Regions from separate parts of the Mus musculus genome. Here all the other regions are linked to region 3. A link is a contact called in public HiChIP or PLAC-seq data. All regions are on one chromosome and are shown on one strand. Each heading gives the region's core, a stretch centred on a gene start, on an enhancer-like site or on the middle of the called end of the contact. The rest is flanking DNA. Distances are from core to core; before and after follow the strand shown. Region 1 holds the start of Gtf2ird1 (general transcription factor II I repeat domain-containing 1). Region 2 overlaps Clip2 (CAP-GLY domain containing linker protein 2). Region 3 holds the start of Gtf2ird2 (GTF2I repeat domain containing 2). Region 4 overlaps Limk1 (LIM-domain containing, protein kinase).

The links. HiChIP or PLAC-seq counts read pairs in DNA pulled down with a chosen protein or histone mark.
Region 1: an H3K4me3 HiChIP or PLAC-seq map of embryonic stem cells shows a contact between it and region 3, with 28 read pairs. The contact joins the promoter of Gtf2ird1 here to the promoter of Gtf2ird2 in region 3. A contact is called at or near these places in 22 of 39 promoter capture datasets (the 3T3-L1 cell line, 3T3-L1-derived adipocytes, the C10 cell line and 13 more), 23 of 484 Hi-C or Micro-C datasets (the BV-2 cell line, CD8 T cells, the CH12 cell line and 13 more), 36 of 115 datasets of contacts at active chromatin or transcription factors (the 230-238 cell line, the NIH/3T3 cell line, the SCID.adh cell line and 25 more) and 5 of 9 other capture datasets (adipose tissue, embryonic stem cells, liver and 2 more).
Region 2: a contact with region 3 is called in an H3K4me3 HiChIP or PLAC-seq map of microglia, with 5 times the contacts expected there. The contact joins the enhancer-like site here to the promoter of Gtf2ird2 in region 3. A contact is called at or near these places in 17 of 39 promoter capture datasets (3T3-L1-derived adipocytes, the C10 cell line, the HPC-7 cell line and 12 more), 5 of 15 datasets of contacts at CTCF or cohesin (embryonic stem cells, hippocampal excitatory neurons and pro-B cells), 70 of 484 Hi-C or Micro-C datasets (B cells, the Ba/F3 cell line, CD4 T cells and 34 more), 40 of 115 datasets of contacts at active chromatin or transcription factors (the 230-238 cell line, DN3 thymocytes, the HPC-7 cell line and 24 more) and 5 of 9 other capture datasets (adipose tissue, embryonic stem cells, liver and 2 more).
Region 4: a contact with region 3 is called in an H3K27ac HiChIP or PLAC-seq map of embryonic stem cells, with 7 times the contacts expected there. The contact joins the enhancer-like site here to the promoter of Gtf2ird2 in region 3. A contact is called at or near these places in 9 of 39 promoter capture datasets (the C10 cell line, the HPC-7 cell line, cranial neural crest and 5 more), 17 of 484 Hi-C or Micro-C datasets (CD4 T cells, CD8 T cells, LSK cells and 11 more), 16 of 115 datasets of contacts at active chromatin or transcription factors (the 230-238 cell line, the SCID.adh cell line, double positive thymocytes and 10 more) and 2 of 9 other capture datasets (adipose tissue and liver).

What each region holds. Positions count from the first base shown.
Region 1 is chr5:134,452,714-134,459,795 of GRCm38.p6, forward strand. It overlaps Gtf2ird1 (general transcription factor II I repeat domain-containing 1), which reads right to left and starts at 4,003. Exons shown (of 30, transcript NM_001081464.2): 1 at 3,796-4,003.
Region 2 is chr5:134,504,800-134,511,408 of GRCm38.p6, forward strand. It overlaps Clip2 (CAP-GLY domain containing linker protein 2), which reads right to left. Exons shown (of 17, transcript NM_009990.3): 8 at 5,364-5,424; 9 at 1-39. Among named protein-coding and RNA genes, the nearest start is that of Clip2, 44 kb to the right of the region's middle. Within about 2 kb of position 4,377, at least 24 of the 459 cell types and tissues checked have an H3K27ac peak or open chromatin away from gene starts, as enhancers often do. A contact at or near this core is called in the HPC-7 cell line, bone marrow-derived macrophages, cerebellum and 2 more, where this site is marked.
Region 3 is chr5:134,178,624-134,185,809 of GRCm38.p6, forward strand. Gtf2ird2 (GTF2I repeat domain containing 2) reads left to right here and starts at 5,415. Exons shown (of 16, transcript NM_053266.1): 1 at 5,415-5,635. It also overlaps a transcript of Rcc1l not described here.
Region 4 is chr5:134,662,921-134,670,174 of GRCm38.p6, forward strand. It overlaps Limk1 (LIM-domain containing, protein kinase), which reads right to left. Exons shown (of 16, transcript NM_010717.3): 6 at 6,270-6,375; 7 at 5,994-6,160; 8 at 2,910-3,093; 9 at 2,287-2,373; 10 at 1,265-1,396. Among named protein-coding and RNA genes, the nearest start is that of Gm10369, 9.6 kb to the right of the region's middle. Within about 2 kb of position 5,766, at least 13 of the 459 cell types and tissues checked have an H3K27ac peak or open chromatin away from gene starts, as enhancers often do. A contact at or near this core is called in embryonic stem cells and epiblast stem cells, where this site is marked.

The DNA of each region.
Region 1 (7,082 bases), core at 2,753-5,252, 270 kb after region 3:
GTTATGATTCGTAACAGTAGCAAAATTACAGTTATGAAGTAGCAACAAAAATAATTTTATGGGTTGGGGGAGGGGGGGTCACCACAACATGAGGACCTGTATTAAAGTGTCATGGCATTAGAAAGGTAGAACCACTGGTTTGGTGTGTGTGTGTGTGTGTGTGTGTGTGTGTGTATGTGTGTGCAAGACAGAGGTCAACCTCAAGGGTTGTTCCTCCAGAGGCATCTCTAGATTTTTGGTTTGTTTTGTTTTTGAGACAGGGTCTCAATATTACCCCAGCTGGCATAACTTACTACTTTATGTAGACCAGACTGGCCTCAAACCCATAGACATTCGTCCTCAAGCAATGCCCACGCCACCACTCCCAACTGCCTTGTTTTTTGTTTTTATAAGATGAGGCTTTTCTCTGGGACTTGACACTCACCAGCCAGCCCCTTGGGTCCATCGGTCACTGTATACCCAGTACTGGAATGGCATACATGCCTGCCAAACCTGGCCTTTAATGTGGGTGCTAGGATTGAACTTGGATCCTCAGGATCCTCAGCACCAAGCGTTCTACCTACGTCCCCAGCTCAGATCAGAACTGTTAGGCCACAACATGGCTGCTGCTCAGGGGCTCTCCACCCTTAGTGCTACTCCACTCCAACAGGCCAGTAATCCATCCTTCTCCAGCTCACCTCCCTGCAGGCCTCTGCTGGGGCCACTCTACTCTCTAAAGGGTCCAGGTCTCCCCCTCTCCTCATCTGGGAGCTCTTTAAGCAGTCTGAGCTCAGGCAGAGCACTTGCCTGCAATCCTAGTACTTGGGAGCGCTGAGGCAGGAGGATCATGAGTTCAAGGACAACCTGAACTACATAATAAGCTCCTGTTTAAAAAGAAAGAAAGGAAAGGAAAGGAAAAACAACTTGGTGTGAGGTCTGTGCCCTCAGCCAGGATCCCACTCTGTTCTGTGGGGTTTCTGAATTAACCCCCACAAATCTTGCTTTTCAAGTGTCTGTCAAGGTTTCTGCAGGCCCCAGGCAGCTGGCTTGTCCCAAAGAACCTGGCTTGTGTCACTGGCTGCTTGCCACACACACACACGTTCCTGAACAGAAAAATGCAGTAAGACTGGGAAACAGTGAGAGGCTTGTGTTTAAAGGAATAGTTTAGGGTAATTGACAGGTTGTCCCTTAGGAACCAGGAATGAAAGATGTCCCAGAAAAACACTAGGACTATTATTACCATGGTGTTATCCCAGCATTTGGGAGACTGAGGCAGGAGGATTGCCCTGAGTTCCAGGTAAGCCTGAACTATAAAGTAAGTAATTAGCCTACGACCACATCAGCCTACACACACACACACACACACACACACACACACGGATAGAAAATTAACAGATGATTGTATTCATTCATTCATCCATTCATTCATTCCAACACGCAGTCGCTCAACAAGTGAGTAGCAAGCTCCCATTCCCACTACATCTAGTGCAACCAAAAGACACACTCGAACTGCCAAGAGAGATAGGGTCAGGAGAAAGCCAGGACAGTATAGGAACACAGATATGGTAGACTCTCGGAACCAAGCATAACTAGCCAGGTCTTGAAGTTCAAAAGAAAAGAGAATTACATGCTTGCACAGCCCTCCTTAAGCCAGGCCGACTGAAGGAACCCTCGAGTGATGCCCAGGTGTCACAGGTGGGCCAACATGAGGAAAAACCAGGGTCCAGGCCAGGAGATGCTCTCTGTGGACCCAAGGCCACACTCAAGACATGATGAAACACTCCCCCAAGCCTTCCCACCAGGAAGCTCAACTCAGGTCTCCAACAACCCAGCTATTACCCAAGCATGCACACACCCCGATCTCTGCACGTGTAGCAACTGAGCAGCTGCTCCCGAGACCTCTATTATTATGTCTGCCTTTCGGACGATTTCCAAGTACCAAGCAGGAGACTGCCGCGTGTCAGAGGCCGGCTGGGCTCCTGGGAGCCAGCCTTCAAGGATAACGAAAATGCCAACTGGCTTCCTGGAAATGAATGACCCTTCTGCCCTGCATCTAGACAACAAAGCACTTAAGTAAGTTAGGCATGCTCCTCAAGATACTGTCCCCAAGACCAAACTCTCAGAGCCAATAACAAGACAAGGGAAGCAGCGCAGATCTCGTCCTTCCTTGTTTCCCCGGCTAGGATCCACTGGGACCCTTGGAGTTAGAACTGGCAATTTCTAGGTCATCCACAGAGCTGGCTACAGAATGAGACACAGCTCAAGCCTTCCACAACCCAGCAGGCTAGGGGGCTCTGACACCCCCACCCCCACCCCTACTCCCACCCCCACGCTAGGCCCGTTTCTAGGTCTGCTGGTAGATTTTCTAAAGACGCCAAAGTCAATCTCACACACTCCTGGAGCCTTAAGCAGGTGGTGACTTATGATGGAGAGACACGGGACAGTATCGGCACCCCATTTCGATGCCCCACTGCCCAACCCCTCCCAGCTGCCAGCCACCAGCCTCCTTCCACTTCCTCTTGCTCCAAATAGAATAAATAATCGATGCCGGTGCCCTTTCCCTCTGGGAATGACGCTGCTAAAATAAATGAACGGATCAAGGCACCTCCCAAGGCCAGAGGTCTTGGAGGGCCCCAACGGAGGAACAGGGAGCACTGACCACTGAGCTTCCAGGAGCAGCTCTGCAGTCTGAGCCGGAAGAGAAGCCCCTTGTGAATTCCCACTCCTCTAAAAACCTGCCGAAGACCAGCCTTCACGCCCCACATTCCAGATACACACTCCATCGCTGAGCCCGGCTCCTGAGTTCTTTCACTTCCCCAGGAAGGGGACCCAGGAACTGCCACCTCTAGTCTACTCCAGGGAGGCTGGGTCGCCAGACCCGATGCTGGTCTCCGCTAGTCTCCTGACAGAGCAGCCAAACTCTGAGAGCCACGGGTGTCCTCCCCCCCATCCCCCGTTTCCCTGGGGCTTAGAGGCCAGGAAAAAAGTCGCCCTCTCAGCCCCCTGACTGGCTGCAAAGCTGGGAGTCACACCGGTCGCGATCACTCCTAGAGACTCCGGATGGGGAGACTTTAAGCACCCTTTGGCCCCTCCCCCTCCTCTTCAAGAACTCAGAGACCACCCACAGCCGAGGCTCCCTCAAACTTGTTCCTTGGCACCCTCTGTGCCCCTTTTTTAGAGACCCTAAGTCTCTTTGACTCACCCCCAACCAACCAAAGAGGTCCGGCTCCCACCATGCAAGCCAGCCTCTTTACAGGATGACCCCCCCCCAAAAAAAAAAAAAAAAAACCGCCGCTCTGGGGCAGTGTTCGGACTCAGCTTGAGCGTTGGAGGACAGGAGAGGAAAAGGGGGAGGGGGAGGAAAGCTTCTTTCCGACGCCCCCTCCACCAACCTCCCCCGGCAGGGCAGCACCACTGACCTCATTCGCCCAACTGTATCCAGGCCTGCTGGGCTCCAGGCCAGTGGGGCGCTTCTCTCTCCACCTCCAGGGAATTCGAGGGTGAGAGGGGTGTCTGCTTTCCCCGATTCCAGCAGGTATCCGGAGGGAAGAAGCTGACCATCCCAACCCATCCCCCTCCAAACTCGAATTATAATCCCGATCACGTGCACACACACCCCAAAAGGCGGGCCTTAGAATTGAGACACCTGGAGGGGGAGGGGAAGGGACCTCCCATACACACAACACACTGAGGTTGGGGGGTGCAAAAATAAGGGCTCAAAACCAAAGCAAGCTCCAGAGCACCCCATCTCCATCATCCCTCATCCCATCCCCCACCCCCACCCCCGCCCCCAGTCAAACTTTCTCCTTTTTTTACCTTGCAGGATCCCCAAGCGCTCCGGGCGCCCCGGCCCGGGCCCGGTGGCCAGGACTCGGTAGATCCAGTCGCCTCTGGTTGCTGAGTTAATAATCCGGGAATGGGGGACAGGATCAGTAGAGGGAGGGAGGGAAGGAGGGCGGACGCGGTGCGGGCGGCCGGCCGGGGGCTGCGCGGGGCCCCCACCCCCGGCGCGGGCTGCGGCGGAGGGCGGGGCGCGGAGCGAGCGCGAAGCCGAGCCCGGGCTCTGGGAGGTTCTCTCTTTGTTCTGTAATCCCAGTAAGATTGCCAGCCATTCGCCCCGGCCCTAATCCCAGCCCCGCGCAACACCACCCTCCATTGGCTGTCATTTACATACGGGATTAGCCCGCACGGCCCGCCCCGTGCCACCGTGGGGGAGGACTCACAACCTCGGAGCCTCGAGACTCCCCCAGCCACGGATTAGAACCCCCTCCCCGGAGAGATCAGAATACATCAAGGTCACCCAGAGGACGCCCGGAGGATCCCTAGGTGGTTTGCCCTCCTGGTCACTCTTATGCCTGGAGTGTCCAAGGTCAGAAGGGAGGGACCCCAGGTTTTTCTCTTGGATGGCCTGGCCCAGGCCTTTTTATTTATTTATTTTTTATCTTGGAATCTCATAAAGCCCTGGTTGCAGTCAAACTGTTTTAGGGTCCTGAACACTCACGAACTGAAAAGTGAGGATAACCTTGAACAACCGATCGTCCTGGCTCTACCTCCAAGTGCTGGGATTATAGTTTATACCTGGGAAGACTCGAACCCAGAGCTTTCTGTATGTAAGGCAACCATTCTACTTATACAACTACACCCTAAAACCCTTATTGTTGTTGTTTTAGGATAGTTTCGCACACCCCACACTGGCCTCAAACTCTCTATGTAGTTGAAGATGACCTTGCACTTCTGACCCTCTACTTCCCAAATACTGGGATTACAGGTGAGCACAACCACACAGAGTGGTTTTGGGTCCCGAGTTTTATTTTACCATCCATCTGACCTCCTGTATACTACTAAATGGGGGAGGGGAACACTGGGGGACCCTCCCCCTCCAACCTCTCCAAAGCCATATGTCCCAAGTCAACCCAGCAGTTGGTTGGTAACCAGGTGGTCCCCTGAATCTTTGGCTAGGCCTTTGCTGGGATAGGCACAGCAGAGAGACATGTACCAGACAAGTCCCCAAACCACTCAGGGAGACTGTGCCTCAAATTCAGTAAGTAAAAGGTAAATAGATGCAGGACATGATAGAATGTGCTTGTAGTCTCAGCACTCAGGAGACGGAGACAGGAGGATTGGGAGTTCATGTCAGACTGAGCATCATAGAGAATTCTAGCCCAGTCTGAACTTAGAGAATCCCTGTAATATATATATATATATAATAAAGAGTTAGGCTTAGTGGCTTTCATCTATAATCCTAGGGCCTAGAAGTTTGAAGCAAGAGGATTTCTGAGAGTTTGAAGCCTGGCTGGCCCATATGATCCTGTCTCAAAAAGTGAAAACACTCAGTTTCACTAGGGATATAATTCAGTCAGTGTATAGAATGGTTGTCCAGCGTGCTTGCTTGAAGCCCTGGGTTTGACCTTCAGCCCCACATAAAACCAGATGATATGGCACAGTAACCGACTCGAGGACTTCGAGGACAAAGTCATCCTAAGCAACAACGTGAGTTTGAGGGCAGCTTGGGCTACATGATAGGTGATCATAAAAAAAAGGAATCTACAAGATCCTGCCGGGCAGTGATGGCACACGCCTTTAGTCCCAGCACTCGGGAGGCAGGGGCAGAAGGATCTCTGAATTCAAGACCAGCCTGGTCTACAGAGTGAGTTCCAGTACAGCCAGGGCTACACAGAGAAACCCTGTCTCGAAACAAAACAAAACAAGACAAAAAAAGGATCTACCAGATCCTGACAGAACCTACCTGGTCTCCTTCTAGATCTCCTCATGCATACACATTAAGCCCAGACCTTAGTGACAATTTAGTGACCTTGGATGACCATCTCTGGGGACAGGCTCACAAGCCTCCTCTCAGTGAGCCAACCAGAAGAGCCCTTGTGCCCACAGAGGGGTTTGGGCAGAGCACCAGGGATCAGAAACAAGGCCATAGGTGATGGGCCCCTAGAGTCCTAATAAAGCCTTGAGGCCTTACTAGCCAGGCCCTCTGACCCACTTGTGCAGTGCCTGCCCTAGTTTGACACCAAAGCCAGTGCAAATATCAACGATCTGGCAGCTGGGGGGTAAGGGGTAAGGGGGGTGGGCGTGAGTTCAAATCTTGGCGTTTCCACTTTCTACCCAAGTGACCTGGGGCTTGCCTTGGCAGTTCCCCCTATCTGAGTTTCCACTTCCCCCTTCCCATAGCCTCTCTGCCAGCTACGGCCTGACTCCCACAGTGTATAATGCTGAGAACAGCCATCGCTTAGTAAATGTCTACTAGATGCAAGTCATGTTACATGTAAGATCTCTATGTCTTTTGGGTACTGGGGACATGCCTGCTATTTCAGTTACTCAGGGACTGAGGCAGGAGGATTGAAAATTCATTGTCTGGCAGGATGGCTCAGTGGGAAGCCCAATGACCTAAGTTTGATTCCCAGGACCCACGTGGTGGAAACAGAGTCAACTCCTTCAAGTTGCCCTCTGACCTCCACTCATGTGCCATGACACATGGACGTGTGTATACAAACTCATACACACAAATTTAAAAGTTTAAAGCTACCGCAGGCTACATAGTGAGAACTTGCCTTAAAATGAAAGGGGTCCGGGGCTGGAGAAATGGCTCAGCGGATAAGAGCACTGACTGCTTTTCCAAAGGTTCTGAGTTCAAATCCTGACAACCACATGATGACTCACAACCATCTGTAATGAGATCTGATGCCCTCTTCTGGTGCGTCTGAAGTCAGCCACAGTGTACTTATGTACACTGTACTTATGTATACTAATAAATAAATCTTTGGGCCTGAGCAAGCAGGGACTGAGCGAGCAGGGTTGACCAGAGCAAGTAAAGGTTCTAAAAATTCAATTCCCAACAACCACATGAAGGTTCACAACCATCTGTACAGCTACAGTGTACTCACATACATAAAATAAATAAATCTTTTTTTTTTTTTAAATGAAAGGGGTTTACTGTGGGGATCCATGAGTTTAGTCCCAGCACTTGGGAGACGGAGCCAGGTGGCTCTCTATCAGTTCAAAGCCAACCTGGTCTACAGAGTGAATTCCAGGACAGCCAAGGTGGGGTGGTACCCAAAGGGGAACTTCTCCTCCTCTGAGGAGAAGGAGAG
Region 2 (6,609 bases), core at 3,127-5,626, 330 kb after region 3:
CAGCTCCCCAATGCGCGCGTGCTCCAGCTGGGTCTGGGTCTGCTCCACCCAGGGCGGGGGTGGGGGAGGGATGGCAGGGTGGACAGGGAAGGCAGGGACGTGGGGAAAGGAATATAGGAACAGGAAGTCGGAGAAAGAAAGAAAGGGCGTGAGAAGGAAAAAGAGAGAGAGAGAGAGAGGAGGCGTCATCTTCCGTGAACAAGACTGAAAACAGATCAATGAGCCGGAATTGCTTGGGGAAGAGAGAGAGGTCTCAGAAGTGGGGTGCGTGAGAGGGCTGGGTGCCCTCCCATCACTGGGGCTAGCTGGGCGTGTGTTCAAGGCAGAAGAGGCTCTGGGAACCACCCCTTGCCAGCCTCTGATAACGCAGTGGCTATGGGTACCCCAGTTTCTTCCTTTGTGGGATTTAAAGAGTCAGTCTTTCTTTGTTTGTTAGGTGCATTTTATTTATTCATTTAGTATGTGTGCCTGTGCACATGCCACCGTGCATTTGAGGGCAGTTAGAAGGAGTGGGTTCTCCCCTTCTACCATGTGGGTCCTGGGGGTCAGATTCTGGGTGTCAGGTTTGGTAGCAAGATTCTTTTCCTGCTGAGCCATCTCACAGGACCCTTCTTTTTATAGTCACCTCCTGAGTGCTAGGATTTAGGGTGTGCACTACGACATCTGTTTTCTTTTTGGGGTCTTCAAACAGAGTTTTGCTATACAGCCAAGGTTGTCCTAAAACTCACTGTGTATCCCAGTCTGGCCTTTGAACCTGTAATCCTGACTCTGGACTTTGGTTTAGTTTTATGAGACAGGGACTCACTATGTTGCTAAGGCTGACCCCCCACTCCCCAAGTATGAAGACCGTACCATGCCCAGGTTAGCCTGGAACTCAGTGTGTAACCCAGGATGCCCTTGAACCTGCAATTCTTCTGCCTCAGCCTCCCTAGCACTGGGATGACAGGTATGTGCCACCATGCCTGGCTAACTCAAAACACACACCATCTTGATTCTCCTCAGGCAGGCCTGCTGGGTGGGGACTGGGCAAATGCCCATTGCCCTTCCCAGAGCCTAGCTTGATTCGACATCCCTCCCCTCTCCTCACCCTGCCCAGATTCTGCAGAGGACGCCTGGTCTCTGGAAGGACAAGGGTACCTTTGTCCCCTCTTTACAACACCCGTTTCATTCGAGAACAAAGCATGACATTCTCTGGGTGGCACAGGGCTGGCATTTGGAGGGCTCATGATGGATCTCTGCATGTAAGCAGGGACGCGCAGAGGACACACACCCTGGGGGACTCTAGGGGACCAGACTGGAAACTAGGTTTGTCTCCAGAGAGAGGGGAGGGTACTGCTCACCCTTAGAGAAACACAGGTTAAAGCGATCACCCCCCACCCCAACACACACACAACCCTGCAGCAAGTCCTGAAGGGGGTGGGCGGGGCTTAGACGGCAGGGCTAATACACTCAGATGCCAGCAAGAAGTGGCAGCCATGGAGACTGAAAGATTGGAGCCCAGGCACCTAATGGCAGCCAGTCAGCAGAGGAAGATCGACAGGGACGCTTAATGAGCAATGATGAGTTTAGTCATGAAGACAGTAGAAGACAGGGTGACCCAGCCCCAAGGGACCAACTATTATGTTTGGGACAGGGTTTGGGCTTTCAATTTTGACTTTGTGTGTTCATATGCATGTGGAGAGCAGAGGTGGATGTCAGGTAATTGTGTGTGTGTGTGTGTGTCTCTCTGTGTGTGTGTGTGTGTGTGTGTGTGTGTGTCTGTGTGTGTCTATGTTGAGGGGTCCAGGGGAGGTGCTCAGGACAGGGTTTCTCTGTATAGTTCTGGCTGTCCTGGAACTCACCAGGTTACAGACCAGGCTGGCCTCGAACTCACAGAAAGAGAGAAAGAGAAACCTTCTTGCCTTTGCCTCCAAGTGCTGGGATTAAAGGCATGCATCACCCTAGTCTATGTCAGACCTTAATCACACTCCACTGAATTATGCCAACTGGCCAATCTCAGCAACAAGGTTAGACCTGTGCCATGCCAATTTTTGTTTTTGTTTCTTCAGGCAGGGTTTCTCTGTGTAGCCCTGGCTGTCCTGAAACTCATTCTGTAGACCAGGCTGGCCTCACACCCAGAAATCCGCCTGCCTCTGCCTCCCTAGTACTGGGATTAAAGGTGTGTGCCACCATGCCTGGCTGCTGTGCCCATTTTTAATGAGAGTGCTAGGAATCCAAACTCAGGCTCTGTATTGATGAGCCTCATCGTGGCCCCCTAACTGGGGAGTTCTAGCCATGTGATCAGCCGAGTCATGTCCCCAGGCCCCCCAGTTTGAGTTTCTGGGTAAGTCTTCTGCTGCTGAGCCACATCCCCCGGACCTTGGTTTTAACTTATACGTTTTTAGATTTATGTATTTATTTTATGTGTGCAAATGTATTTCCTGCACATATGTATAAACCATGTATGTTTTGAGGCCATGAGCTTGGAGGCCAGAAAACAATCCGATCCCTTGAAACTGAAGTTACAGATGGTGAAGTACCTCTCGGGTGCTGGGAGAACCCTCAGGTCCTCCATGAGGGCAGCAAGTGCTCTTAGCCGCGGGCAACCTCCCGGGTCCCAGTTTTCACTTTTTAAAAGATTTGTTTTTACTTGTGCAAGCATGCCCGCGTTTCCATGGGTGTGTGTGCAGGTGCCGGTTGGGGTCAGCAGAGGGCACTACAACCCTTGTAGCTGGAGATCTAGGAGGTTGTGAGCCATCTGGAACTCGAATGCCACGTTCTCGGAAGTGTAGTGAGTATTCTTAGCCACTGAGCCATCCCTATAGCCTCCTGCTTTGTCTTTTAAGATGGTTGGGGGAAACAGGCAAGGTGGCTTCAAGCCTGGAATCCTAGCACCTACAGGCTGAGGCAGGAGAATTCTGAGGTCCAGGCCAGCCCGTGTAGTATCAAACAACGCAACCACAACCAAATGTGGGGCAGGGATTAAGTTAATGTTACCTCAATTCACATTCTGATTGCTCTGAATATGGTCACAATTTAGTCTTTAGAATCAAAAATAAAAATATAAACACAGGATGTGATAGTCTTTCTGGCTACACTGGCCATGTGACACTATTTGTCTTGTTCTGTCCCTTGCCTCAATGCCTGCCAGCCTATTGGCAGCCCTGGGACCAACCAGGTTCTCTCCGGGGGATAGCTTGGGTGGTAGCAATCTGGCAGGCTGGAATAAGGAGGAGATGTAGTAAAAGATACAGACAGGTGGCAGACAGACAGGCTGACCCAGAGTCGCCAAGGGTCTGTGAGCACCTGACACCACCCTGACTCCAGTCCCTTGAACTGCCGGCCAGGGGTGTGCATGTGTGCATTTCCCTACAACCGATCGTTGCTAAGATCTGTTGATGGGAGCAGGTGCAGAGGGCTTAGCTCTGGCAGCCCCCCTCTCCCCTCAAGCCCACCCATCTGTCCCCTACAGGGGGACTGCTGTCCTTCAGATAAGCCAGACATAACCACCTGTGCTGTCCCTCTGGCTGTAACAAAACCACAAATCACAACAGCTTCAGGCTGGGGAAGGATACCTGGCTTTTTCCCTCCCTCCCTCCCTCCCTCCCTCCCTCCCTCCCTCCCTCCCTCCCTCCTTCCCTTCCTTCCTTCCTTCCCTCCTTCCCTTCCTCCCTCACTCCCTCTTTTCTCCCTCCCTCCCTCCCTCCCTCCCTCCCTCTTTCTTTCCTTCCTTCCTTCCTTCCTTCCTTCCCTCCCTCTCTCCCTCTTTCCTTCCTCCCTCCCTTCCTTCCTTCCTTTTTTGGAGTCTCATTTATTCCAGACTAGCCTCAAACTCACTGCATAGCCAAGGCTGGCCTTGAACTCCTGATCCTCCTGCTTTTGTTTCCTGAGGTCTGGGGTTACAGGAGTGCACCCCATGTCCAGCTTTCATTGTCAGCTAACCAGACTAGCCTTGAATTTGCCACGTAGCCAAGGATGACCTCAATTTCGAGCCCCCGGCCTCCACCTCCCCACGGTGGCGTTACCAGCTGAACCCGGAGCGTCACACATGCTAAGCAGGCATTCTACCGACTGAGCCCCAGCTCCAGCCCCTCCTCCCTTCCTTCCAGGCAGGGTCTTGCTAAGAAGTACGGGTTGGCTTAGACTTGGTACGTAGCCCAGGCTAGCCTTGAGCTTATAATCATCTTGCTCCAGCTATACTTGAAAACTAGGGTGCCACCAGGCCCAGATCAACCCGAGTGGAACTCAGAAATGACCTACGGCTGAGGTTTCTAAGGTCCCTCAGGAACTTGGGAAACAGTCACAAATGCAGACCACTAGGTCTAGATGGACACGCGGGCCTGAGAGCCTGTAATGGACCAAGACTGCTTCACTCTGCAGAGGAGGAAGCTGAGGTCTGCTGAAGGGAAGTGGCTTCCAGAAGCCAGACAGGTCTGACAACATCAGGAAGAGCTGAGCTCCCTGTCTCACGTGGCCATTCCAGAGAGTTCTTGCTTTTTCCTTTCCCAGGGAGCTTCAAGAGACACAACAGGAAAGGTGGCCAAGGGTGGCCTCCTGACCTCAGAGGTCTCTGCAGGCCTTGGGGGCAGGGCTAGATACCCCCTCAGTGGGCCTGAGGCCTTCTGGGCCCTAAGTCAGCACAGTGTGTTTATGAACTAGGAACAATCCCATTGTATCCATACCAGGTATACAGGTAGCAAAATGGCGAGGGTACAGTCTGGGGCAGGACCCAACAATCGCTGTCTCTAATGTGCACACTTGCTAGTTGGTGGTACCACTGGGGTAGTCTCTGCTCTCTCTCTCTCTCTTTTAAATTCATGTAGCCCAGGCTAGCCCTAAATTTGCTCTATAGCTGAGGATGACCTTGAACTCAGACCATCCCAAGTGCTGTGGTAACAGGCTTGTGCCACCACTCCTGGTTTATGTGGTACCAGAATGGGAGCCCAGGGTTTCTTGAGCGCTCGGCAAACACTCTGCCAACTGAGATACAGGCCCAGCCAGTGAGCTCTCATTCTGTTGCATACAGAGTCTTGTGATCCTAACTGCTTCTTCTAGCCAGTCCTGGGTCTATGATCCCAGGAGTCTGGCTCCTATGTTATTAGGCAAAGACCTATAATCTTTCTTGACTCTGTCTTCAACTGCCAGCATAAGGTCCCTATATTTCTGGAACACAACCAAGCTCACTTCTAATACCAGATACCCTAAGGCCTGCCTCTCCTCCACTCCTCCAAAGTGGGGGCTTTTGATTCTTCCCAATATTTCCATTACAATCACCCAGGCCTCCCCAGGGAGGTGCAGGCTTGCTGCCTGAAAACCAGAACTATTTCCCACGGCGAGGGTTGGGCTCACAGTTCTAAGTGAGCAGCGGAGAACTTCACCGTTACCTCCAAGTCTCCTTTGGTGATGGATTCTTCTTCCACCCGGAACTGCAGGTCCTCCACCTTCCTACAGGGAAGAAAAGAGGTAGAGATGGGTTTTGGGGGCCAAGGATATAGCTCAGTGGTAGAACACCTGCTTAGAATCCTCCAGGGAGGGGCTGGGGGTGTGACTCCATGGTAAAGCCCCTGCCTAGAATCCCCCAGTGAGGGGCTGGGGGTGTGGCTCAGTGGTAGAGTTCCTGCCTAGAATCCCCCAGTGAGGGGTTGGGGGCGTGGCTCCGTGGTAAAGCCCCTGCCTAGAATCCCTCAGTGAGGAGCTGGGGGGCGTGGCTCTGTGGTAGAGCACTTGCCTAGAATTCCCCAGGGAGAGGCTGGGGGCGTGGCTCCGTGGTAAGCCCCTGCCTAAATGAGAGGTCCCTTGTTTCAACCCATTGCACACACACACACACACACACACACACACAGAGACCCCCCCACACCCACACCCACACACACAGGGATGTATATGCACGAAGGATGTGTAACCAGCCAGTTATGGATCAGACGATGAAGGTACTTGAGGAGGGGCAGAGCTTCCGGGAAGCCCTACTGCACTGAACACAAGCCTCCTACCTCTCAGGATGTCCATAGAAAACACAGGACAACAGTCTGAGCCAGGGGTAGCAGTGCATAGCCCTAGGAGGTCAAGGACAGCCAAGCTACATGGTGAGACCTTGCCTCAAAACACCAAGTCAAGACAAGGACTCTTCAGCGGGCATACTGTGTCAGTTAGCCCTCTGGTCTTCCTCTTCACCATCTTCACTCTCTCCTCAAAGTTGAGGGCTGAGGTCCCAGTGTGCATTTCCTGGGCTGCCCACAGATATAGACGGTCCCTAGGTTCCCTTTGGGGACACACGCCAAACACGCAGAGGACAGGGACACGGCCCTACCTCATACATTTACAAATGGGGTTCGCTACAGCTTATGGTACGTATACCTATGAGGCAACTGAGGTCCTAAAGTGCCCCTACACAATGCTGGGACCTGCGCCCAGCTAGGCTCTTGGTGAACACAACTCCCATGATGCCTTATTTTGAATTGGAAAAAAAAAAATGCTGGGCAGTGGTGGCACGTGCCTTTAATCCCAGCACTTGGGAGGCAGAGGCAGGAGGATTTCTGATTTCGAGGCCAGCCAGGGCTATACAGAGAAACCCTGTCTCGAAAAAAACAAACAAACAAACAAACAAAAATTTTGTTTGAGCTTGCACACAAT
Region 3 (7,186 bases), core at 4,165-6,664:
CACAAAATAAATGCAAAGTAAACTAAAAGGTGGGGCACCCAGAAAAGAGCTTTACAGAGCTCTCCGCTACAGTGGGGATGTAAATCACCAAGAAGGCCGGCAGTCAGCTGGCCTATTGCTTTCATGTGATAAGGGACACACCTCCTGTTGTTTAGAATCCAGGCGAAGTCCTTCCCCAAAGGGGATGCTTCACCACAGGATGCGGCTGCAAGATTCATAAGCTTCAGCTTACAGTATCCAGATCAGTCTCAGGTCAGGTCTCAGGAGAGCAGAGCATGGACCAAGAAAGACACTTGATACTCACAAGGAGGGACCTGACTTCCCAGTATAAACTGAAAGCAAAGTCAATCCAACCCCGGAAAGCCAAGGCAAGAAGTGAGGACGTGTGTGTGTCTTACGATATGGACCAAAGCCGGACAGTGGTGGCACAGGTCTTTAATCCCAGCACCGAGGAGGCAGAGGCAGGTGGATCTCTGTAAGTTTGAGGCCAGCCTGGTCTACAGAGTGAGTTCCAGGACTGTGTGCAGCCAGGGCTACACAGAGAAACCCTATCCCATCCCCACTCCCCAAAAAAGATCTGGACTATGGAGGGCAAAATGAAAGAGGATGAAGACGGTTTACGGATGCCAAAGTATCTTTCCTGACTAAACAGTCTGGCAAGGAGCTGGTGTGTGAGTGGAACGATGTCATTAGGTGTTGTCTTAGGGTTTTACTGCTGTGAACAGACACCATGACCAAGGCAAGTCTTATAAAAACAACATTTAATTGGGGCTGGCTTACAGGTTCAGAGGTTCAGTCCATTATCATCAAGGTGGGAGCATGGCAGTATCCAGGCAGGCATGGTGAAGGAGGAACTGTACACCATGCCCGGTGTGTACACCTTTACTCTCACCACTCCAAAGCCAGAGAAAGGCAGATCTCTGAGTTTGAAGCCAGTCTGGTCTACATACCTAGTTCCAGGCCAGTCTGGCTGACATAGTGAAACCCTAGTTCGAAAGATAAAAGTAGCCAAAAAGCTGGGTGTGGTGGCTCACGCCTTTAATCCCAGCACTTGGGAGGCAGAGGCAGGCGGATTTCTGAGTTCTAGGCCAGCCTCGTCTACAAATGACAGCCAGAGCTATACAGAGAAACCCTGTCTCGAAAAACCAAAAAAAAAAAAAGAGTGCTTGCTGCACTTGCATAGGACTCAAATTTGGATCCCAGGTCCCATATCAGGTGACTCACAACCACCTAACAACTCCAGCTTCAGGGATTCTGACATAGACGTCTTGTCTCCAGGGTCCCTTGAACACATGTGGCATTCACTCATACAGATATGCACACATGCATATAAATAAAAGTTTTAAAAAAAAAAAAAACCTTCGAAAATTGCAACCAAGAGGACATCTACAGTGTGAATCATGGCCACTAGGTGGCGATGCTTGCCCATCAATTTGGTTCTTGTTTTGTGACAAGGGACACAACAGTCGAATTCTCCGAATGAGATTTACAATTGTAGTCAGAAGCAGGGAGTGTGGCCCAGTGATAACATGATCACCTAGTATGTGCAAGTTCTTGAGTTCTAGCCAGAGCCCAACAGAAGTAAATGTTTGTGGTTTTTGAAACAGGGTCTAACGTAGCCCGGGCTAGTATTTAATTTGCTGTGTTGTTTGAACTCCTGAATCTCCTGCCTCTGCCTCCTGGGTGCCAGGATTACAGGCAAGCACTACCAAGTCCAGTCTCAATCTTAAAACATAATAAAATATGTTCCATTTATGTATTTGGGGGTGAATGCACATCACAGCGTTACGTGCAGAAGTTAGAAAGCATCTTTAGGGAGTCACTTCTCGCCCTCCACCATGGAGCTTCCAAGGATGGGCTCAAGAATTTCAGACTCAAAAGGCAAGTGCCTTCATCCTCTGGGCCATCTCACCACCCCACAGTTAAAAACTGTTAATAGACTTTTTTTTTCTTTTCTTTTTGAAACAAGACCTGACTGAATGGCCCTGGCTCACCTAGAACTCACTATGTAAAGCAGGCTGGTGTGGAACTCAGAGTTCACCTGTCTTTGCCTCTGAGGTGCTGGGATTGAGGGTGTGTGCCACCCCATGAGGCCAAGCGGATATCTCGTTACCCCAAAATAATTTATTGTCTACCACAAACATAATCTCAGTGTTTGAAATACTATTTAGAATCTATGAGGAAGATGAACATGAACTGAGCAAAAGCCTCTCTTCTCAGCACTTGGAAGGCAGAGGCAGGAGGATCCGTTCATGGTCATCCTTGGCTACATAGTGAGCTTGAGGCCAGCCTGGGCTACAATGAGACCTTGTCTGGAAATAAAACAGGGGAAGGAAAAAAATGAATTCATCCTACAACAAGGCTCCGGAAGCTGTGCCGTATGTTCTCATTTTTATTCAAGGGTGCCTGTTTTGTTCTCTTTTCTTTTCTCACCAAATTGACTTTGCTATGCGTAACATTTACTTCCATGAAAATTTAAAAGTCATCTTGTCAAGTAGCAGTAATAAAATTCCACTGGGTTTTACTATTGAGATTGCATTAAATTCCTGAGTTAATTGAGAGACGCTAACTACTATAGTAGTAGCACTTACAGTCGTAATGGCACTTCACCCTTGAGTTCTCCTGCTCATGAAGGCAGCATTCACCAGTGTCACCACGGGTGCGGGCCACCAGCCTGAGCGGATCCTGCACTCTGCTGGTTGCTAAACACGACCCACTTTTCTTAATTAGCCTCTCTTGCTGATGCTTATGTTTTATGATTGCAATGTGTAGCTTATTTATAACTTTTGAGACAGGGTCTCATTATGCAGCTCTGGCTGACGTGAAGATTGCTGTGTAAATCAGGCTGGCCTTGAACTCACAGAGATCTCCTGCCCCTGCCTCCCGAGTAGTGCTTTTTATTTTATTTTAGGACCTGTGTGCTTGTGTGTGCACATGTCCACATGGAGTCCAGATGGTACCACACACTTGTGTGTGTCCGTTTCCTTCCTCTCTCCCTCCCCTCTTTTCTTTTCCTGTTTGTTTTCAAGGTGGGAGTTTCTCAGTATAGCCCTGGCTATATCTTGGAACTTGCTGTGTAGACCAGGCTGGCTCCAACTCAAGAGATCCACCTGCCTCTGTCTCTCCAGTGCTGAGATTAAAGATGTGTGCCACCACTGCCTGGCTATTTCTTTTTAATAAGTTAGGATATATTTACTCAGATGTGGTAGCTTAAGTCTTTAACCCCAGCACTCAGGAGGCAGTTGGAGGCCAGCCTGGTAAGAAAGAAAGAAAGAAAGAAAGAGAGAGAGAGAGAGAGAGAGAGAGAGAGAGAGAGAGAAGAAAATAAGGAAGGAAGGAAAGGGAGAAAGAGAAAGAAAGAAAGAAAGAAAGAAAGGAAGGAAGGAAGGAAGGAAGGAAGGAAGGAAGGAAGGAAGAGGGGGGAGGGGCAGGGGGTGGTGGAGGGAGGAAAATTCAACCAGCTATTATGGTCGGGGTAGTGTCCTCCCCAGTCCATATATTGAAAACGTGAACCCCAGCTGATTACCCTATTTGGGGTGCTCTGGAAATTTCAGGACCTAGCTGGAGGAAGTGGCTCACTGATGATGTAGCTCTAAGTCTCTTCTTTTTTCTTGCCTTGCCTTTCCTTTCCCTCCTTTCTCCTCCCCCTCTCCCTCCCTCTTCCTTCCTCTGCTTCCTGTCAGGAAATGAAGCAGGCCCTCCAGCACCTGCTCCCATCCCATGGGATCCGAGTATTGTAGGCTGAAACCTGTGACCTTGAGATAGGGAGGAGGAGAAGACTAGGGAGAGGGTGCGCCATGTTGTCCTCCTGAGGCTGGTCATCTCGAGAGTGGAGATTTCAAAACAGACTCTGGCTACACAGATCTCCAGTTCAGAGGACTGGTCTAGACTGAAGACCTGTAAATCCTGTAAATGTTTTGGGGGCCTTTTTTTTTTTGTTTTGTTGTTATTGTTATGCTTTTTGAGACAGGGTTTCTCTGCATATCTTTGGCTATCGAGGAACTTATTCTGTAGACCATGCTGGCCTTGAACTCTGAGATCCCCCTGCCTTTGCCTCCAGAGTGCTGGGATTAATGGCCTGTACTACCACCCAACACGGAAATGTTATTTAATAATCCTAAAACTAAGTAAGTCAAGGACTGAGGGCAGACAGCAGAGCTTGGAGACAGAAAGTAGGAAACGTCATGGCAATCTGAGAGTGGGAAGAAAGGAGATTGAGTGGGAGCCAGAACAGCCACCAAGCACTGTGCCCTAAAAGGCCACATTGCAAGGGTGAGTGACCTGATTTTGACAAGTAGCCAGAGCAAGAGATTTTCAGGCTGGACGAACACCATAGGATCTAGCAATCAGTGACCCACTTGTGACCTGGGAGGAAAGGATTTATTGGAGCCAGCTCAAGAACACGAGCAAATACAAACTATGTCGGAAGCTACACAGCCTTTCCTGATATGAACAAAGTGTTCTCATTTTATTTTGGGACAGGATCTTATATGTAGTCATGGCTGGCCTCAAACTCAGAGAGATTTGCCTATTTCTTCCTTGTGAATGCTAGTATTAATGGCATGTACACCAAGCAACAAATCTTTAAAAGTATTTTTTAAATATTTTATTTTTTTTAAGCGGGTGTGGGTGCATACAGAGGCCAAAGGATTCCAATCCTTTGGAAATGCGAGTTACAGGCACGTGTGCTGTGCTTGACACAGACACTGGTCTTCTGAAAGCACACTTATCAGCTCTTAACAGCTGAGCCACTGCTCCAACCCCCTTTCCAGTATATTTTAAAGCAAACAAACAAATAAAACTGGAACCCTTGTAAAGTGGGGCTGGAGGGATGGCTCCGTGGTTAAGAACACTTGATCAGTTCCCGCATCCATACCGTCTGAAACTCCTGGTCCAGGGGATACTGTGACCTCTTCTGGCCTCCCCGTGGTGCATATAAACAGGGTGGCAAAATACTTACAACAGATGGTGCTTTACGAATAGCTCCCGAGACATGCAGCCACGCAAACACAAGAACATAGAACTGACACAGGCACAAAAATTAGTTTTAAAGGAAATGCAATGTCCTAAAAGGTAGGTGGTGTGATGGCGCACGCCTTTAATCCCAGCACTCGGGAAGCAGAGGCAGTGGACTCTGAGTCCGAGGCCAGCCTGGTCTACAACGCAGGCTAGCCAGGGCTACAAGAAAAACTCTGTCGCGGGGGGTGGGGGGAGTGGGTGCCTGAGTAACACGTGGGGTGACCTCTCCGCTTCCACGTGCACGCACAACCACATTTTAAAATATCTCTATCTATCCAGAACGGCCATGCACATCCAGGGAAGGCGCGAAGCCACGTGCACGCCACGCAGCCCGGCCGGCGGCCTCGCGGAAGCCGTCCTGCAGCGCACCGGAAGTGGCCGTCCCCACCGGGGGTGCTTCGGCCACGCGCGGGAAGCCGACCTTCCTTCCAGGAAGCAAACAAAGACAAAAAATAAAATAAAAAAGAGGGAGAAAAAATAATAAAAACGAAAAACAGGAAGGGAGCGGAGAGGAGGCGCCCGCGGCCCCCGAGCTGCGGTCGCCGGCGCAGAGCCGCTGCGCACGCGCAAGCCAGGCTCCAGACCCCCGGCGCGGCCCGCAAAGCAGGGCCCTCAGGTGCGTATCCCGCCGCCGCTTCCCTCACAACTTCCGCTTCCGGGAGTCCCCGCCGGGGCAGAGCGATCTCTCGGGGTGCGTGGCGGGACCTTCGGGCGCCCGGTGGTCAGCGCCGACCCCCATTTTCCCTACCGCGATCGGGCCGTGAAGAGTGGGGGGCGGGGCGGGGAAGACGTGGGGTTAGGCGACTTTCGCACGCCAGGCGCGCACCAAAATCTCGCTTTCGATTGGTTGTGACGGGGCGAGGAGGCGGGGAAAGCTGCGCCCGGTGCGTGCCGAGGTCACGCGCCACCTGACGTACCTGCGCTGTGTTTAGAAACCCTTGATTGGTTAGGGGAAGGGGCGGGGCCATCGCGGTTGCCTAGCAACGGCGCTCTGGCTCCACCTTCGGCGGCTGGCTTTGCTTGTTGGCTCCAGGATTATGGGGGCGTTTGGTGTTTGTGGCAGCCAGTGGTTTAGGTCGATGAAGAGAACGGAAGAAAGGGCCCAGCCTCCAAAATGTGGCTTGTGTCTGGTCTGGTTGAGAGTACAAGGTGGCCTATGGCCATAACAACTAGTACAACAATCAAAAAAAAAATTTTTTTTTCCAGACAGGGTTTCTCTGTGTAGCCCTGGCTGTCCTGGAACTCACTCTGTAGACCAGGCTGGCCTCAAACTCAGAAATCCGCCTGCCTCTGCCTCCCAAGTGTTGGGATTGAAGGTGTGCGCCACCATCGCCTGGCTCAAAAAAATTTTAATTTATTTTAAAACGTTTAAAATGTTTAGTAACTTTAAAATTTAAAGTAAATTTTTACAAATTAAAATTCACTATAGTAATGTATTTAACCTATTGCACCCAAAACATTATTCTAGAATGTACTTATTTCAGCACAGAGAACCAGAATGAGCCGGCAACGGTGGCCTTCAAATGGATCTGAGAGTTCAAGGACTGCCTATATATAGCAAGTTCCAGGCCTGCTGGGGCTACACAGTGGGACCTTGTCACTAAATAAATTATAGCCGCTTTATTGAGATACAGGAAAACTCATCCTTTAAAATACAATGCAAGTCAGAAAAAGAATTCCTTCCAAAGTAAAATAAAAACAAAATAACAGAACTCAAGCCTAGTGTGGTAACTCAAATGTGTCTGTCAGCCCAGCACTGGGGATACTGAGGCAGGAGGATTTCAGAGAGTTACAGGATAAAAGAAAGAAAGAAAATGGAAGGGAGGCGGCTGAAGAGATGGCAGTTAAGAGCTTGTACTGCAGGCCGGACATGGTGTCGTACAACAGGCAGATTCCTGTGAGTTCGAGGCCAGCCTGGTCTACAGAGCAAGTTCCAGCACAGCCAGGGCTACACGGAGAGACCCTGTTTCAAAAAACATTCAAAAAAAAAAAAAAAAAAAAGCGTTTACTGCTCTTACAGAGGACCGAGGTTCAATTCCCAGCACCCATGTGTAAATTCAGGACCACCACCACCTATAAATCCATTTCTAGGGCACCCACTATCCTTCCCAGCCTCCTCCATCCCCAGGCACGCACACGGTGCACACAACCATGCAGGGAAAACACT
Region 4 (7,254 bases), core at 4,516-7,015, 480 kb after region 3:
CTGTTGATTTATGTACCTCTCCAGGGCCCACAGTATAAACTACGGCCCATGAATCCATTATAGCAAGTAGTGAGGTAAAATATTAACCCTCCTGAACACTTTTTTATTTATTATATTAGTTTATGTATATGTGTGTGTGTGTATAGGGGTATGTACCGGTCTCAGCATGTGTGACATATGACAACTTGTTTATTCTCTCCTTCTACCATGTGGGTCCTGGAGGCTGAACTCAGACCGTTGGGCTTGGTAGCAGGCATTTTTACTCTCGGAGTCATCATTTAAAAATTTTTTAAAATATTTATTTATTTATTGATTTTGCCCCCTCTGAGTCATCTTGCTGGCCCTTCTACCTTATTTTTTGAGGGAATGTCTCACTGAAGCTAGAGCTGCTAGCTGTGGATAGGCTGGCCGGCCATTGGTCCCCGGAGGTCCTGCCTCCAACTCCTCAGTAATGGAATAATATGTATAACACCACCATACAATGCTTCCTACCCCCCCATGCCCCCCTCCCTCCCACCCCCAAGGGTTTCCTCTTTGTAGCCCTGGCTGTCCTAGAACTAGCTCTGTAGACCAGGCTGGCCTTGAACTCACAGAGATCCTGCTTCCATCTCCTCAGCGATGGGATGACCACGTGGTGCACACCACCACGCGGGACTTTTAAGTGGTTCTCTGGGGTTGAACTCTAGTCCTCATGTATGGGAAACAAGCACTCTGCTCACTGGGTCCTCTCCCCAGCCCCCATTTCACGTTTCCACATCAAGATGAACCAACGTTCAGTCAAGCTGAAGGTCCAACCATCCACCTGCCCTCTCAGTGCCAGTCACTGGGAGATGGGGCTCTGGTTCTGCTCTGGTTTGGATGTGCGGTGACCTCAGAGGCCATGTACTAAAGGCTCAGTCTCTAGCATGGCACGGGTGGGAAGTGATGTAGCTTTTCAGAGGCAGAGCTAATGGAGAGGTCTTAGGTTATTGGCGGTCACTGCCCTCTTTCTCCCCAATCCCCCTTTCTTACTTTTTTTGTTTTGGTGTGTGTATTTAGAAAGGGTCTCATTGTTTATGTAGCCCTGGCTGGCATGGAACTCGCTCTGTAGACTGGACTGGCCTTGAACTCATAAGACCCACTGGTTTCCCTCGTGCTAGGATTAAAGGGGTGGGGCCTACATTAGGTTTATGCAGTGCTTGGGATGGAAGCCAAAGTCGCATGTATGCCAGCTTAGGCCAGCACTCTACCAACCAAGCCACACCCCAGCCCCAACCCTGCTCACCATGTTCTTGATGATGCCCCGCAGGGTGCCGCCCTTGATGTACTCTGTGATGAAGTTTAGCCGCTTGTCCTTGTAGAGCACTCCGATGAACTTGAGCACGTTAGGGTGCTCCAGGCAGCGCATGACCTTTACCTGCAGGAGCACACACAGGCTGGGCCTGGACCTTCTTCCCTTGCTCTGCCCTGCCTAGACAGCAGGGCACCCAGTCTCCTCTCACACGGGGAGCCACCGTGTCTTCTGTTTAAGAGTCTCTCTCAAGCCCTGAGGTAGTGGTGGTGGTGGCACCAGCCGTGGCGCACACCTTTTAGTCCCAGCACTCAGGAGGCAGCGACGGATCTCTGAGTTCAAGGCCAGCCTGGTCTACAGAGTGAATTCCAAGATAGCCAGGGCTATACAGAGAAACCCTGTCTTGAAAAACCAAAATCAAACCAAACCAAACCAAACCAAACCAACCACCAAACCAACCACCACTATCACCACCAAACAAACAAACAAACACAAAACGTGTCTTTCATAGCTCAGACTGGCCTTGAACTAGCTATGTAGCCACAGAAGTCTTTAAACCTCACACCACCATCTCCCAGGTGCTGGGACAACAGATGTGTAGCCAAGGTCAGTTTTGGCATTAGAGCCTAGGGCTTTGTGCATGGTAAGCAAGCATCTACCAACCTGCACCTGCAACCCATGGCTGTTTCTGACTTTTGTGTCTCACATAGCCCAAGCTAGCCTAGAACTCTCTATGTAGTTGAGAAAACCTTGATCTCTGATCTTCTTGCTTCCATCTTCCAAGGGCCAGAATTATAGAATGTATTATAATGCCTGGCATGTGTGCATAGTGCTGGGGATTGAATCTGAGTCCTCTAGCAGGGTAGGCAACCCATCTACTAACTGAGCCCCACCCACGGCTTATGGCTGCCCAGCCCCAGTGAAGCCTGAACCCTCTCACCTCTTTCACGGGTGGTGTGCTCCGTGCCACCCCTTTGCATTGGGGAGGGGAGTAATCATGTGACCTCTGCACTGACCTCCTTGAGGAATGTCCTCTGGGTCTCCTCATCAAACCGGATAAGTTCCTTCATCACCATCACCTCGCCTGTTTCTCGGTGTGTCACCTATGTTGGGGATATGGAGGTGCAAAACTCAAGGCCGAGTGGGATGCAGTAACATGTGCCTCTAACCCCAGTCACTTGGGAGGCAGAGTCAGGAGGACCCCATGTCCAAGGCCAGCCTGGGTTATCTAGTGAGTGTGGGGCTAGCCTGGGCAACTTAGTGAGACCTTATCCCGATACGTAATGAAACCAGGCCTGCTAGTGCATGAGTACGACCCCAGTACTTGAGAGGTTTACGTAAGACAAGATCAGGAGTTCAAGGTCATCCTCAGCTACAGAGTGAGTTCAAGGCCAGCTTGAGCTACATGAAGGAGACTTTGTCCTTAAAGACAAACCACAAAGTTCTCAATCTGTCCATGTAAAATCTCTTCCCTCTCAATAGCTCAAAGAAGTCCAGAATAAGGAGTAAGTCCAGCCCTAGGATAAGAGCATAGAATCTAGACATCCCTTGTGTTGGGTTCCTGGGGTGGGTGTGGGTGGGGCAGTGGGAGGGAAGAGGGGGTCAGAGGTCACCCAGCCTGCCCTCCCCATTTGCATACCTTGATGGCCTGGCCAAAACAGCCCTTGCCCAGCACTTCCCCATGGATGAGATCAGATGGCCGGAAGATTCGGTGTGGTCGGCAGACCACTCGGAGGGATTCGGAGCGACCCAGGTCCTTGCGCTGGGAGGCTGGAGAGGCTAGTGAGCTGGTACCCGGGGACGTGTCAATACTGCAGCTCCTCCTGGGGAAGGTACACGGGGCCCAGTGCCATGGGAAGGTGGCATCCGGCTGAGACACTGCCTGACTCCTCCTTGCAAAAGCACCTTATTAACCAGTTGCTGCTCATTCCCTAATAGGGAATTCTAGGAGTAGGTGGTCCAGCCTGGTGTCTTGGGGGTAGCCACACAGTTCATTAGAAGGTGCCCACGGCCTCCTCTGCTTGGAGGCCCGGCTCATGCCCTGCCTGAGAGGACCATTGCATTGCAGCACACACGTGTCCCTGCTTATGGTCTAAGTTCAGGACAAACTGAGAGGAGGGAGCACTTCCCTTTGACAGTACAACCTCTCAGAACACTGCTGCACACACCTTAAATCCCAGGATTTTGGTGGCAGAGGCAGGTGGATTTTCAAGTTCAAGGCCAGCCCTAGTCTACAGAGAAAGTTACAGAATAGCCAGGTTTACACAAAGAAACCCAGCTTCCAGGAAAAAAGGAAGGAAGGAAGGAAGGAAGGAAGGAAGGAAGGAAGGAAGGAAGGAGACAAAGAAAGATAGAAAGACAAAAAGCAGCTATCATCCCAGAAGGAAACCCTTCAAAGGGCTTCTCCAAGAGTCCTGGAGAGGTCCCAGCAGAAGCAGGACAAGGGACAGGCTACCACTGACTCTCCTGTCCTTCCCTTTGCTTCTTCAGGTTTAAGGACAGAGGACTCACGACTCCTGCTCCCTGGATCACTGCTGCAGACCATGAGTCGACTCTGACTTGACATTGTGCATCAAAGCCCTCATCCTGGACCATGGTCATCTCTGTGGATCACACCACTGTGTGGTGACGACCGCTCAGAGGAAGCCTCTAGGCATGGGAACATGTCAGAGCCTCCTGGCACACCTGATGCCCTTGAATCAGCCTGTCACTAGGTCCTACAGGAAGTCAAGATGCTAGCCTGTGTCCTGTCTTCTCTACAGCTTCAAATGAGCCTTCATTATTAAGGTAGTAAAAGAGAGGAGGAAGAAGAAGAGGAGGAGGAGGAGGAGGAGGAGGGAGGAGAGGAGGAAGAAGAGGGTGAGGAAGAAGAGAAGGAAGAGGAGGAGGAGGAGGAGGAAAACAACTAGAAATCAGCTGGGTATGGTCAAGCATACTTGCAATTCCCCATGCTTAAGAGATGGAGACACAAAAACCAAGTTCAAAGCCAGCCTGGGCTATGTATGAAGCAAAACACAAAAATAAACTAAACTAAAAATTATCCAAACAAGCCAAATAATTGGGTATGTGTGGGGGAGCGAGTGCCAGAAATCACCGCTGTAATGCATTGTGGTTTCTCACGGTATATTTTTGTGTGTGCTGTATGCATGCACTTATGTGAGTGTGTATATGTATTTGTGTGCAAGCACATGGAGGCCCTGTGTTGACGTCAGGTATTTTCCTTAGTCACTCTCTGCCTTACTGTTTTTCAGACTTATTATTTTTATTTATCTGTTTGTATCTATGTGTGGGTTTGTGCATGTACCTACAATGGCTGTGGAGGCCAGATAAAGGACCTTAGATCCCTTGGAACTGGCAGAGGTGAGCCACTCAAGTGGGTGCCAGGAACCAGACTTTGGTCCTTTGCAAGAATACACACATTCTGAAGTCTCTTTTTTCCCCCTCTGAGACAGGGTCTCACTACGTAGACCAGGCTGGCCTGGAACTCAGAGATCCATTGGCCTCTGCTCCCTGAGTGCTGGGACTAAAGGTGCAAGCCACTACACCCGGCGGGCTCTTAGCTGTTAACTGCTGGTCCAGCCTCACAGCATCCTTTTGAGACAGGATCTCTTGACTGAACCCTGAGCTGGAGTTCCAGATATGCGGCCTTTTACATGGTGCTTGCAGGGCACCTCTGAACTGAGGCCTTCTTGCTGGCACGGCAAGTACTTCTACCCTGGGAGCCATCAACCCTGCACCGTCTCTTGGTATTCCCAGTGAGGAACATGACCAGAAAACGAAGGAATGGAAAAACAGCAAGAATGCACAAGCAACTTATAAAGAAAAACGAGCTTCATATTTATAATAATGAACAACGGCATGACAACATATTGCTGCCGAGCCAATGACATGAGTGGAATTTGTACCAATTCTATTTATATGAACACAACTATTCCAGAGTTGGCACAGTAAATAGGGTTTTTTTTTTGGTTTGTTTATTTTTAATAAATAGGGTCTTATGTAGCCTAGGCTAGCTTCCAACTCACTAGGTAGCCAAGGATGACCTTGAACTTCGGACCCTCTGGAGTGCTGGGTTACAAGTGTGTGCCGTCAGTCATGTCACACTTGGATGACGTGGTGCTAGGGATGGAACCCAGAGCTTGGTGTACACTAGGTGAATACTCTGACCACTGACCCAGAGCCCGGCCTTAAAACATGCTCTATCTGTCCTGCTCCTCACTGGTACCTCTGCCTACAGAAAAATGTACAGAAAACAGTCTGTTGCGCCTCTTAAGTAAACTGTAAAATTAGAGCGAAGGCCTACAAGATGGCTCAGTGGGTTAAGGCACTTGCCACTAAGCCTGACAGCCTGAGTCTGACCGGTACATAGACTCTGGGGTGTTCTCAGGGCCCATCTTGGTGCTCCCCTCCCCCACAGAGTAAAGAGCAATGTAAAATAAAAGATGTGAGCCTGCCCAGGAAGGTCGCTGTGATCCCAGCAGGGGGCACTGTTGCTGCCTCCTTCCTCAGGCTCTCACAATCCCTACGGATGCTGGCGGAGTTGAAGGGATGAAATGGAGGAGCCTGGAGTGAAGAGCACTGGCCTCTCTAGCAGAGAACCCCAGGGCAGCTCACAACCATCCAGCTGCAGAGCATCTGACACCCTGTGGCCACCAGGCACACACGCAGCGCAGAGGCACACACGCAGACAAGACACCCACGTAAAAGAAGCAGGTTGACTTACAAGACAGGTTTCTGCCGGGCAGAGCTGGCTGCCTGTCCGCTGGGAGTGTGCACCGGGGAGCTCAGGGGGCTGGGATCCGACACGGGCCCATGGCCCAGTGAGTCATGGGGGTCGTGCTCGAGGGTCAGCTGGAGCAGGCGGCTGGTCTCCTGGATCAGCAAGTCGATCTGGGGACAGGTGTGGACAGGTGAGTCTTCTGAGGTGGTGGCAGAGCTCAGGGCTGAGGCTTCTACTTCTAGCACCCCCTCCTGTCTGTCTGTGAGTCCGTGGCCCTACCTCGTCCAGCGGCACATTCCGGATGGGCGTGCCATTGATTTCCAAGATCCGGTCTCCAACGTGGATGGAATTCTTCACATCTGGGCTCATGCAGCCTGGGTCCACTCTGGGGATAAAGCGGTGGTTAGACTAGTTCCCCTCCAACCTGTCAACTTCCGCCCCAAGAGGAAAACTGAAAGCCAAGACCACCAGGTGTGTGTGTGACCTGAGGTGGAAATTGCAATATACTGTGGTTTTAGTTGTTACCTTTGACAAAAGATTTTACATGGGTGTTTTGCCTGCATGTATGTCTATATACCACATGCAGGCATGCCTGATGGCCACAAGGGTGTCTGGAGCTAGAAGGTTGTGAGCCACCACGTGGTTGCTGGGAACCCTGGTTCTCTGAAAGAGTAGCCTGTTGCTCTTAACTGCCGAGCCATCTCTCCAGCTCCAGTTTTATCTTACTATTAGCGTCTACTAACTACGTTCAACACCAGGCTTCGCTGCGCACCCTCATGCACTACAGAAGGCATCCGACCACACTTGCCCATCCCTCCTGTTCTCCGCCCACTTGCACGGCTCCCCTTACTCTTTGCTATTCTTCTTCTTCTTTGGTGACTTTTCCTTTGTTGGTGTGTGTGTGTGTGTGTGTGTGTGTGTGTGTGGCCCAATGTTTCATTACAGCTGCTCATAGCGGACAACACCGGAACTCCGGGATTACAGGCACAGGCACTGCTTGACTTAAAACATAATTGTTTTATATTCATTTATTTACTGTGTGAATATGTGTCTGTGTGTGCGCGCATGCGTGCAAATCAGAGGACTGTTGGTTTTTTCCTTCCACTGTGTGGGACCTGGGAATGGAACTTAATTTGTCAGGTTTGGTGGTAAGCATCTTTAGCTGACAGGCCATGTTGACAGCCCCTGTACTTTTTAAAAATGGGTTCTGGGGGAAGTGACCTCAGTTCCCCCTGCTTCTAGTATGTGGATACTCTGGGTCTGC